Regions from separate parts of the Pan troglodytes genome. Here region 2 is linked to region 1. The links are chromatin contacts, called in public Hi-C maps. All regions are on one chromosome and are shown on one strand. Each heading gives the region's core, a stretch centred on a gene start, on an enhancer-like site or on the middle of the called end of the contact. The rest is flanking DNA. Distances are from core to core; before and after follow the strand shown.

Region 1 (5,356 bases), core at 2,568-5,067:
CAGTACTTTAAAGATATTGCTACACTATCTTCTTGCTTGCAGTTTCCAACAAGAAATCTCCTTCTTGATTCCTCTGCACACATGTGTCTTTTTCCTCTCCATGCTTTTTTTTGTTTTGTTTTGTTTTTTAGAGGGCGTCTCACTCTGTTGCCCAGGTTGGAGTGCAGTGACACAATCTCCGCTCACTCCAAGCTCCGCCTCCTGGGTTCACACCATTCTCCTGCCTCAGCCTCCTGAGTAGGTGGGATTACAGGCGCCTGCCACCAAGCCCCCGGCTAATTTTTTGTGTTTTTAGTAGAGACGGGGTTTCTCCATGTTGGTCAGGCTGGTCTCGAACTCCTGACCTGAGGTGATCCGCCCGCCTCGGCCTCCCAAAGTGCTGGGATTACAGGCCTGAGCCACTGCGCCCGGCCTTTCCTCTCCATGCTTTTAAGACTTTCTCTTTAGCAGCAGTTTTACGAAATTTGGTTTATGATGTACTTTGGTGGACTTTTTTTTTTTTTTTTTTTTTGAGATGGAGTCTCGCTGTGTTGCCCAGGATGGAGTGCAATGGCATGATCTCGGCTCACTGCAACCTCTGCCTCCCAGGTTCAAGGGATTCTCCCACCTCAGCTACCCGAGTAACGGATTACAGGTGCGCGCCACCATGCCCAGCTAATTTTAGTATTTTTAGTAGAGACGGGGTTTCACCGTGTTGGCCAGGCTAGTCTCAAGCTCCTGACCTCAAGTGATCCACCCACCTTGGCCTCCTGAATGGAATTACAGGTGTGAGCCACTGCGCTTGGCCTGGGTTGCCATTCTGTAGACCCCTTGACCCTTCGTGGATCACACCAGAGCTCCCTGACACCCCCTCCCTCACCCGCTGGGGAAGTTAAAGCCACAGTGACCTCCAATTCTGACTAACAGCCAGCGATGACTACCCTGAGGGGTGCGGCTGAGGTTGGATGAGCTGTGAAGGCCCAGGGAGCCTGGGTGGATGGCACTCAGGAATGGCAGAAGAGAACTGGGACTCGCATTGATCTCCCCTGCAGCCTCGCAGCCTCCACCATTGGGGGGCTTCGTTACCAGTGAGGAACTAAGGCAGAGAGGCCACCTCACTAGTCCAGAAAGTTTCTTGCTTGCGGGAGCGAATCTGACTCCATGCCTGTGTTTAACCACAAAGAGTAACAACAATGCCCGCAAAACCGCCGAGTCTGGCACTGTCCACTCTGGATGCTGCTCACATCGTCACAGCCGCCCAGGGGCCCCACACAGGGTGCTCGGGCACCTGGTACAGTGGTCAGGGATGCAGGAGGACCCCAGCTGCTGCTCTCGGCCTGCAGGAGTACTGGCTTGTGTCAAGAAAGGGCACCAGGCCACGCTGTGCTTGGAGGCTCTGCAAACATTTGCGGAAATAGAAGGACACATCCTTAACTGTTTCAAAACTGAAAGATAGAAGAAACGCTGTTCTTCACTTCCCCTGAAATCAAATCTGTTAACTAGGAGTTTCCCAAACCCAAATCCCTAGGAATCTTGAGCCTAAATTTAGCTTATCCTTGGAAGGTCACGGGATTACCCTGGGGCAGGGTCAGCCAGCAGCTGCTCAAGATAAACTTGGCTTTTCTGCAGACTCAGGCTTTTCTCACACACAATTAATGAGATCCTGCCATACTTCCCCTGGGAAAGCAGAACAATGGCTAGGGGTGAGCAGGTGGCCTTGGCCAGTGCTCTGCCCCAAGGGCCCTTTACCAGAGATCAGGGGTTTGTGTCCCTGCCTAACCAGGACACCTCCGATCTCTACCTGCAGGCCCTGGACCACTGTAGCACTGTGGACACAAGGCCGCTTCTGCCCCTTGGACGCCGAGCCCCTTCCCACCTCTGGGATCTTGCACTGGCTATTGCTTCTGCTCTGCCTGGAACTTCTTCCCCGGATCCCTGTGAAATGTCACCTCTTCAGAGAGGCCTTCACCACTGTCTTTCCTGCCCAGTTCTTGGTTGATAGGTTCCTGTCAGCTCCTTCTGGGCAGGAGCTTCTTGTGCTGTGTGCTCTGCCTAGAGACAGTGCTTGCCACGAAGTAGGTGGGCAGACCCTCCATGAGCAGGAAAGGTGGGTGCACCCTCATGCCCCTCCAGAGTCTGGCTTGGGCCACTCAGAGGCCAGCCTCCATCTGAGGTGGGTTTGTCTGGGGTAGCGTCAGCCCCTGCGGCCCTCTCTGGGCCTCTCTGCATTGGCATTGTTCCACTGCAGCCTGGGGCCTCGACCAACATAGTGGGGTCAGGGTAGAAACCAGATTGTGAAAGGTGAAGCCTGAGACTCCTCTGCCACGTCCCTGAGATGCTGTGAGGCTGCTGCCAAAGAAACATGAGCTTCCTGGGGCCACCCTAGGGTGACAGCTAGGAGAGAAGAAAAACAGGCAGCCAGGTGAGAAGGGAGAGCCTTGGGCTGGCTGCAGCTCCAAGCTGGCTAGAGGGCGACAGGCAGCCTCCTGTGCAGGACAGACGCATGAAGACAGCCACCCTGTGGAGGTTATTCCTGGATACTGGGTGGGAAAGTCGGCAAGCAAAAGGACAGGTCCAACTCAAGCTTCTAAAAGCAATGCTGGGGGACGGTGCAGCAAGGTGTTCCTGGAAATGACCTCGGCAACACATCTTAGAAGATGAGCAGGACCCAACCTGACAGATACACGCTGCAGGCAGAAGAGGCCAAGGTAAGAGACGGCCCATGTGAGGCCCATAGGCAGGTAAGTCTGCTGGGGCAGAGTGTGTGCTCAGGGCCGCACCAAGACTGGTGGCTGGACTGGCCAGTCCTAGCGCATGCAGGTACACATCAATCCAGCTGCTCTGGGAGTCGGCTCTTCGTCCATGGGCAATGTGAGCCATGGAGGGTCTTAGGTAGGGTGAGGCCCAGGAGAGGGGCCTGGTGGGGTGGCCTAGCTGGGCAAGGGCAGGTCCCTGATGACCTGAGGAGGCCGCAGCAGTCATCCCAGGAAGATGGTGGCATGGAAGGGCTGGGAGTAGGGGGATCTGGGGAAGTTCCCTGGGCTTGGGTTAGGGGGTAGTAAGAGTGAGAGGGTGGGTGGGTCAGCTGTACCCCTGGAGTACACAGAGGAGGAGATGTCCAGGAGGGTCTGTAGAGGAAGGGGCATGGCCCACGGATCTGCAGCAGGAGGAAGGCAGTGACTAAAGTGATAGCTGGGAGAAAGCAGTGGTCCTCAGAGCCATACCTGGTGGGGAGAGGCCACGTGGGGCTGAGCAAAGAGGGTACGATTTCCTTCCAGCCTCAGGGCTGGGCACACTTGCCTTCAGAACCTCCCCACACTAGGTGAGCCAGACGCTGGCCTTATCTCATTTACCATCTCAGAGCCATCTGAAGGGGCAGAAGGGAACTGGGCCCCAGGAGGGAGAAAGTCATCAAACCTCCCACATCTGTGACCAGCCTCGGTGCCATACTTTTTCTATGGAGGGCCCTGTCCAATGGAACTAAGCACAGACCAGATAAAAGAACTGGGCACCCAGTGGCCTCAGTCCAGGGCCTGGAGTTCAAACTTTACTGGAAACAAAGGGGCCGAGAGAGACTGGGGAAAGAACTACTAGAAAGGGGCTGGTGCCCCCATGGGGCTGTGGGTTTTGGAGCCTGGTGCCCCCACCTGAGCCTCAGGGGGCCCAGAGTGTCCACCCCAGTGGACCTTTCGAGAAATGGCTGGGCCATTGTGCAGAAGAATGCCCGGAAATCCCGCGCCTCCCTCCTCCAGCAAGGATGGGGGCTCTTCCTCCTGGCCAGGAAACTCCAAGTTGGCTTCCGGAGGGTGGCCTGGGGGCTGGGGTGCCAGGGACACCATTGCCACTGGTGGGAGGGCAGGGCACAGCCCCTCCGTGTCCCTTTTTTCTCTCCTGTCTGAAGGCCAGAGCAGGCTGCTAGGCCTGGGGCCACCACTGCCCCTGGGTGTACACCCAGTGTGCTGGGTCACTGGGAACTTCCTGAAGTGGTGTCACCTGAACTGGGCCCCCAAGGATGGGGTGCGGGCAGTACCGCAGGAAGAGGAGCAGCCCCTGTGAAGATTGAGAGGTCTGGGAAGCCCCTGCGGCTTGGGAGAGTGGGGGTCGCCAGGCAGGGGGAAAGCCCCTGTGCCACCGCTTTTTGCCAGAGACTCAGGCTCCAGAGAGGCAGTGAGTGGCATGGGGGGTGAGGCTGGGGCCCTGGGCCTGACCTCCACACGCCTGCCTGGCCTCTCTGTTTGCCATGGGATGAGAGAGACAGTGCTGGGACTCAGAGCGGGGCTGGAGAGTGAGAGTGCAAGAAAGGGCCTGGGTGGGGCTTGGACCCCGGGGCGGGCTTTCTGGAGAGCCCCCCTACGAGGGCCTCTACGGCGGTGATGGGGTGGGGGGCTTCTGCAAACCTTGGTCAGGGAAGTGGAGCTGGCTCGAGTGGAAGAGACCACCCGGCTCAGTCGGGGATGTGGGAGTGGACTGGGTGGTGCAGGCTGGGGGTCGAGCGCCTTCTGAAGTGACGGGGCCGGGACATGCAGGGAGGCGGCCCAAGAAGCGCGCCCTAGGCCAGCCCAGAATGCGCTCGGCCGCGAGTAGGACAACGGCGGGTGGGGCTGGGGGCGGCTGCCGGGCGGGGAGCGGTCCCGCGCCCTCAGCTACCCCTCAAGAGCCGTTGTTTCCCTAACTTCAGCTGCCAGAGGCTCTGTGATTGGCTGCGGGACGATGACCCGCGCACGGATTGGCTGCTTCGGGCCGGGGGGCCGGGCCCGGGGGACAGAATCCGCCCCCGAACCTTCAAAGAGGGTACCCCCCGGCAGGAGCTGGCAGACCTAGGAGGTGCGACAGACCCGCGGGGCAAACGGACTGGGGCCAAGAGCCAGGAGCGCGGGCGCAAAGGCACCAGGGCCCGCCCAGGGCGCCGCGCAGCACGGCCTTGGGGGTTCTGCGGGCCTTCGGGTGCGCGTCTCGCCTCTAGCCATGGGGTCCGCAGCGTTGGAGATCCTGGGCCTGGTGCTGTGCCTGGTGGGCTGGGGGGGTCTGATCCTGGCGTGCGGGCTGCCCATGTGGCAGGTGACCGCCTTCCTGGACCACAACATCGTGACGGCGCAGACCACCTGGAAGGGGCTGTGGATGTCGTGCGTGGTGCAGAGCACGGGGCACATGCAGTGCAAAGTGTACGACTCGGTGCTGGCTCTGAGCACCGAGGTGCAGGCGGCGCGGGCGCTCACCGTGAGCGCCGTGCTGCTGGCGTTCGTTGCGCTCTTCGTGACCCTGGCGGGCGCGCAGTGCACCACCTGCGTGGCCCCGGGCCCGGCCAAGGCGCGTGTGGCCCTCACGGGAGGCGTGCTCTACCTGTTTTGCGGGCTGCTGGCGCTCGTGCCACTCTGCT
Region 2 (5,627 bases), core at 1,718-4,217, 110 kb before region 1:
GAGGAATGCGCCCACAGGCACAGGCATGCCACTGATCGCGGAATGACGTGGAGTTTGGCCGGGAGTCGGAAGAGTGTCTGGGCCACCCAGCTGCCCCACTCCAGGGGAAAACCATCTGTCTTCTGGTTCCCCCATCTGCTGAGAGCTACTTCCACTCAATAAAACCTTGCACCCATTATCCAAGCTCATGTGTGATCCGACTCTTCCGGTACACCAAGGCAAGAACCCGGGATACAGAAAGCCCTCTGTCCACGCGACAAGTAGAGGGTCTAATTGAGCTGGTTAACACAAGCTGCCTATAGACAGCAAAACTAAAAGAACAAACAGTAGCATACGCCAACTGGGGCTTCAGCTGTAAACATTCATCTCTAGACCCTGCTGTGGGGCCGGAGCCCCACAACCTGCCCATCTGTATGCCCCCTCTAGCGGTGGGAGAAGCAGGACACTGAAGAAACGAGCCACACCCCCATCCCACTCCCTGCAAGGCGGACAAAGGAACCTTTCCCGTTTCGGAACCACTACACAGGCTTAGGCAGCCAGGCCCGCCAGGTGGTGGTGGCAGTGACAATGGCGCAGCTTCCAGGATTATCCATGTCATGGGCAGCACTTGCTGATTTGAGGATTTGGAGCACCTTTCATGTAATGTTAGTGGACAGTCCAAGGGCAGAACTTCTGAGGCGTAAAAACGTCCACCTTTCTGGTCACATTTAAGTACTTGGCAACACCAGGGGGTGGTTGTTATACCTCCAGTTACTAAAAAACACAGTCTTATTCAGCGTATAAAAGCAATCACAGCCAAAATTGAAGGAAACACCAGAGCCAGTTACAAAGACAGAGGACATCCAGCTCTTTCGACAGCAGGCAAAAGATTAAAAAGCTGAAAAGGTTGATTTTCATTGCCTGGGAGAATTCTGTCACCGGGTCTTTGGACTTCTTAATTCTCACAATTCTTTCCTGGGACCACCTCAAGATGAATGGGAACCACAGCATGATGTCCAGCTTAGATTCTATTACAACAAGTCAGAACAAAACGTGATAGACTCAGCTTAGATTCTATTACAACAAGTCAGAACAAAACATGATAGACTGGCTGGGTGTGGTGGCTCACACCAGCACTTTGGGAGGCTGAGGTGGGTGGATCACTTGAGGTCAGGAGTTTGAGACCAGCCTGGCCAACATGGTGAAACCCCATCTCTGCTAAAAATACAAAAATTAGCCAGGTGTGGTGGCACATGCCTGTGGTCCCAGCTACTCGGAAGGCTGAGTCAGGGAATCACTTGAACCTGGGAGGCAGAGGCTGCAGTGCCCCGAGATCACGCCACTGCACTCCAGCCTGGACAACCAAGCAAGACTCTGTCTCAAAAAAAAAAAAAAAAAAAGAGGTCAGGCGCGGTGGCTCACGCCTGTAATCCCAGCACTTTGGGAGGCCGAGGCGGGCGGATCACGAGGTCAGGAGATCAACACCATCTTGGCTAACACAATGAAACACCGTCTCTACTAAAAATACAAAAAATCAGCCGGGCGCGGTGGTGGGCACCTATAGTCCCCTACTTGGAAGGCTAAGGCAGGAGAATGGCGTGAACCCGGGAGGTGGAGCTTGCAGTGAGCCGAGATCATGCCACTGCACTCCAGCCTGGGCAACAGAGCGAGACTCCGTCAAAAAAAAAAAAAAAGGGATGGACTACCATGGAACAGAAATCATGAGCCTCCGTTTGCCGTCACTAGTAAAAGAAGAATTTCTTTTTCTCAGCCCAATGTAGAAATGTACTTCTTCTCTTCATGGGCTGGTGATGGTTGGAACTGCTGGGAACTGCTGGGACATCGAGGGAACACTTGCTTGGGCATTTTTGAACAAAGTTTTGGGCTCACCTGCTGCCCTTTTGTGGAGAATACTTGGAAAATCAAATTTATCAACCTGAGAATTGTTGGAGACAGTTCCCTTGCTCCTGGAATTACTGAAACCAGCTGTTACATTTGAACAAGGTGGTCTAGAGGCCTTTCATAATATAATCACCTTACATGGCACCAACACAGTGCAACATCATGTAAAGTAGGCATTGGTGGTGGAACTGGAGAACAAGCTTTATGTAGTGGAAATGAGGCACTGCTGAACAAACGAGAACTGGGTTTACCTGACCCCCTAAAGCATTGAGCGCCGTCAGCCTAAAACATCTATACAGAAACGCTTCCAAATACATCAGTAATGTCTAAGTGATTTCAGATGTGAGGATTGACCTATTTTAGTTGAAATAACTTTCTGAACTCTAGACTTAACATATTCTGTGAATACTTACCTATTTTTACCTGAGTCGCAGCAAATGTTCTGAAATGTTCTGAAAGCTTAACACAAATAAATGTCACTTTAGATGTTATAGAAAAAAAGAAGAAGAAGAAGAAGACCCGTCATATGGGATTAGGGCCCACACTAATGACCTCATTTTAATTCATTCAGGTCTTTACAGACCCTGTCTCCAAATACAGCCACATTCTAAGGGAGCAGGGCTTAGGACTTCAACAAGTGAATTTGGGGGTACACAGTACAGCCCATAACAACGTTGTAATTCATTTCATATGCTCGCAGCACCTAACACATAACACACATACACACATATATACCAAAACACGACACCCGTCTGCAAACCGCCCTTCCCCAGTGAGTGTCCTTGAGCAAGCTCGCCCACACCCCCGTCCTCATCTCTCCACTAGAGGGCAGCAAGCACCCATTAAAGAGAGCCCAGGCCTTTGCAAGGCGGCCACACTCAGCCACATTTTTGGTTGTTGCATATCACAAGCTGGAGGTTCTGAATTTTCTCTCTTGTTCCATGCCATGCTAATGCAACTTAAGGTCCCTGCAGGCCCCGCATCATTAACATGGGGTGGGGGCCCCTCTCTTGTCCTCAGTGAGGGGAGAGAACCTGGGGTCCCCAGGGTCCCCGTCTGTGAGTCCGTGGTCTGCACACACACCCTGCTGAACAGGCACTGTGTCTGCAGCTGGATGGGATCAGAGGTGCAGGAGAAATTCTACAAAGATTCAGAGAAGCCAGTGAACTCCAGTAGTCGTTTTACTGATTCCCTGCAATAAGACAGGGGAAGGGGCACCTCTGTTTCCTTTTCTCCTCCCATCCCAAATTTCTGGAGCCTCCAGCCTCCATTCTCCTCTCCAGCCAAGGGCTGTGAGGTGCTGCCTCTCTTTGGATGACTGCTCTGTGTAATGCTGGGAGTGCACTGATCGGTCACATGACAGTCGGGCAATTAGGAGACGCAGGAGAGTCCCTGGCCCCCACTATGATGCTTCTCCCTGCAGAATGCATCTTCTCCTCCCCTCACCACCCTCCTCAGCGGTGCTCTGCCAGGAGGACTACTGGAAACGAGCAGCCCTGGGCTCTCTGCTTCACAGCCAAGGGGGGACGTTGCCGGGTGGGAACCTTCAGCTCCTGTGCATTGATATTCAATCCTGGTTCCAACAAGGCGCGGGTTTCCACCTTACACCATCAGGGCGCACACTGCTCCCATAAGAAAAGAGATCACCAGGAATTAAAAAATATAGTTAGGTAGAAGGAATAAGTTCTAGTATTTGAAAGTAGAGTAGGAAAGTTATAGTTAACAATAATGAATTGTGTATTTCTGGGGTTGTTTTGTTTTGTTTTGAGATGGAGTCTCACTCTGTTGCCCAGGCTGGAGTGCAGTGGCACAATCTCAGCTCACTGCAACCTCCGTCTCCCAGGTTCAAGAGATTCTCCCGCCTTAGCCTCCTGAGTAGCTGGGATTACAGGTGCCTGCCACCGCGCCCAGCTAATTTTTTGTATTTTTTAGTAGAGACGGGGTTTCACCATGTTGGCTAAACTGGTCTCGAACTCCTGATCTCAGGTGATCCACCTGTCTCAGTCTCCCAAAGTGCCGGGATTACAGGCATGAGCCACCACGCCCGGACTGTATATTTCAAAATAACTAGAATTGGAATGTTCCCAACACAAAGAAAAAACAAATGCTTGAGGAGATGGATAACCCAACGACCCTGATTAGAACATTATAGATTATATACATGTATCAAAATATCATATGTGCCCCAAAATATGCACAACTCTGAAATATCAATAAAAAAGAAAAGAGATCTATTACACAGCAGGGTGACTACAGTCGATAATAATAAGGTGTCGAACATCAACAGACGAATGGGTGAAGCAAATGTGGTACAAATACATCGTGGAGTACTACGAAGCCATGAAAAAAGAGTGAGATCCTATCATTTGCAACAGCATGGATGGAATTGGAGATCATTATGTTAAGTGAAATAAGCCAGGCACAGAAAGACAAATTTTACTCATTTGTGGGAGCTGAAATTAAAATTCCCAAAGACACCTTTCACACGTCTGAAAGCCCCCTTCTAACCACTTCATTCACAGCAGCATCATTCTCAACAGCCAAAAGGAGGGACCCACCCAGTATCTCTCCACGGATGAGTGGAAACACAAAATGTGGTGTAAACCTGCCATGGAGTATCATTCCGCCTTGGACAGGAAGGAACTTCTGACACAGGCCACAATATGGATGAAACGACATTCTGCTGAGTAAAACCAACCAGACACAAAAATTGCATGGCTCCAATTATAAGAGTCGTCAAATTCCCAGAGACAGAAAGTAGAATCGTGGTTGCCAGGGGCTGGGAGAAGAAGACATGGGGAGTTTAATGGGCACAGAATTACAGTTTAGGAAGATGAAGACCTTCTGGAAATGGGCAGTGGTGCTGGTTGTACAACAGTGTTAATGTACTTAATACCACAGAACTGTACACTTTAAAATGGTTAGAAAGAATGGTAAATTTTGGCCGGGTGCGGTGGCTCATGCCTGTAATCCCAGCACTTTGGGAGGCCGAGGCGGGCGGATCAAGAGGTCAGGAGATCGAGACCATTTTGGCTAACACAACGAAACCCCGTCTCTACTAAAAATACAAAAAATTAGCCAGGCGCGGTGGCGGGCGCCTATAGTCCCCTACTCGGGAGGCTGAGGCAGGAGAATGGCGTGAACACGGGAGGCGGAGCTTGCAGTGAGCCGAGAGAGCGCCACTGCAGTCGGGCCTGGGCGAAAGAGCGAGACTCCGTCTGAAAAAAAAAGAAAAGAAAAGAAAAGAAAGAACGGTAAATTTTATGTTATGTAGTTATGTATATTTTACCATGATTTTAAAAAATGACCACGAAAGTTACCCCTTCCAAATGGCAGCACTCCATCAGGAAGGGAGCTTCGAGGCCTAGAGGCTGGCATCAAACCACCCAGCTTGACAAGGGATTCTGCACCCTGGAAGAAGACACACGGCCGGCAGCAATGGTCCCAGGACTGGCGCACGCCATTGGGGAGCATCACGCCCAGGCGCAAGAGGGACAAGGCCTGGTGCCCTGGAGCCTCCTCAGCTCTGACCAGGCTTCCTTCTCCCAGAGACAGGGTGAAGCTGGCCTGGACACGGCCTGGGGTGCCTTCCATGACAGAGCGTTCACATACTTTCACGCTACAGGTTTGCTCCAGCCCCTGCCCCTTCCCCGTCAAAGTTCCTACAGCTGCCATGGGCTCTGCCGCGACCAAACAGGAGACCCAGCCCATAAGCCCATCTTGCCATCTGGCATCCTGCTCCAACA

The links. A called contact is a pair of places that touch in the nucleus more often than the background predicts.
Region 2: a Hi-C map of induced pluripotent stem cells shows a contact between it and region 1, with 2.2 times the contacts expected there. The contact joins the enhancer-like site here to the promoter of CLDN5 in region 1. A contact is called at or near these places in 2 of 7 Hi-C or Micro-C datasets (both in induced pluripotent stem cells).

Annotation. Positions count from the first base shown.
Region 1 is chr23:21,553,103-21,558,458 of NHGRI_mPanTro3-v2.0_pri, reverse strand. CLDN5 (claudin 5) reads left to right here and starts at 3,817. Exons shown (of 2, transcript XM_063807739.1): 1 at 3,817-4,045; 2 at 4,658-5,356. The coding sequence starts at 4,945.
Region 2 is chr23:21,658,046-21,663,672 of NHGRI_mPanTro3-v2.0_pri, reverse strand. It overlaps the pseudogene LOC100612941. Among named protein-coding and RNA genes, the nearest start is that of SEPTIN5, 85 kb to the left of the region's middle. Within about 2 kb of position 2,967, at least 5 of the 24 cell types and tissues checked have an H3K27ac peak or open chromatin away from gene starts, as enhancers often do. A contact at or near this core is called in induced pluripotent stem cells, where this site is marked.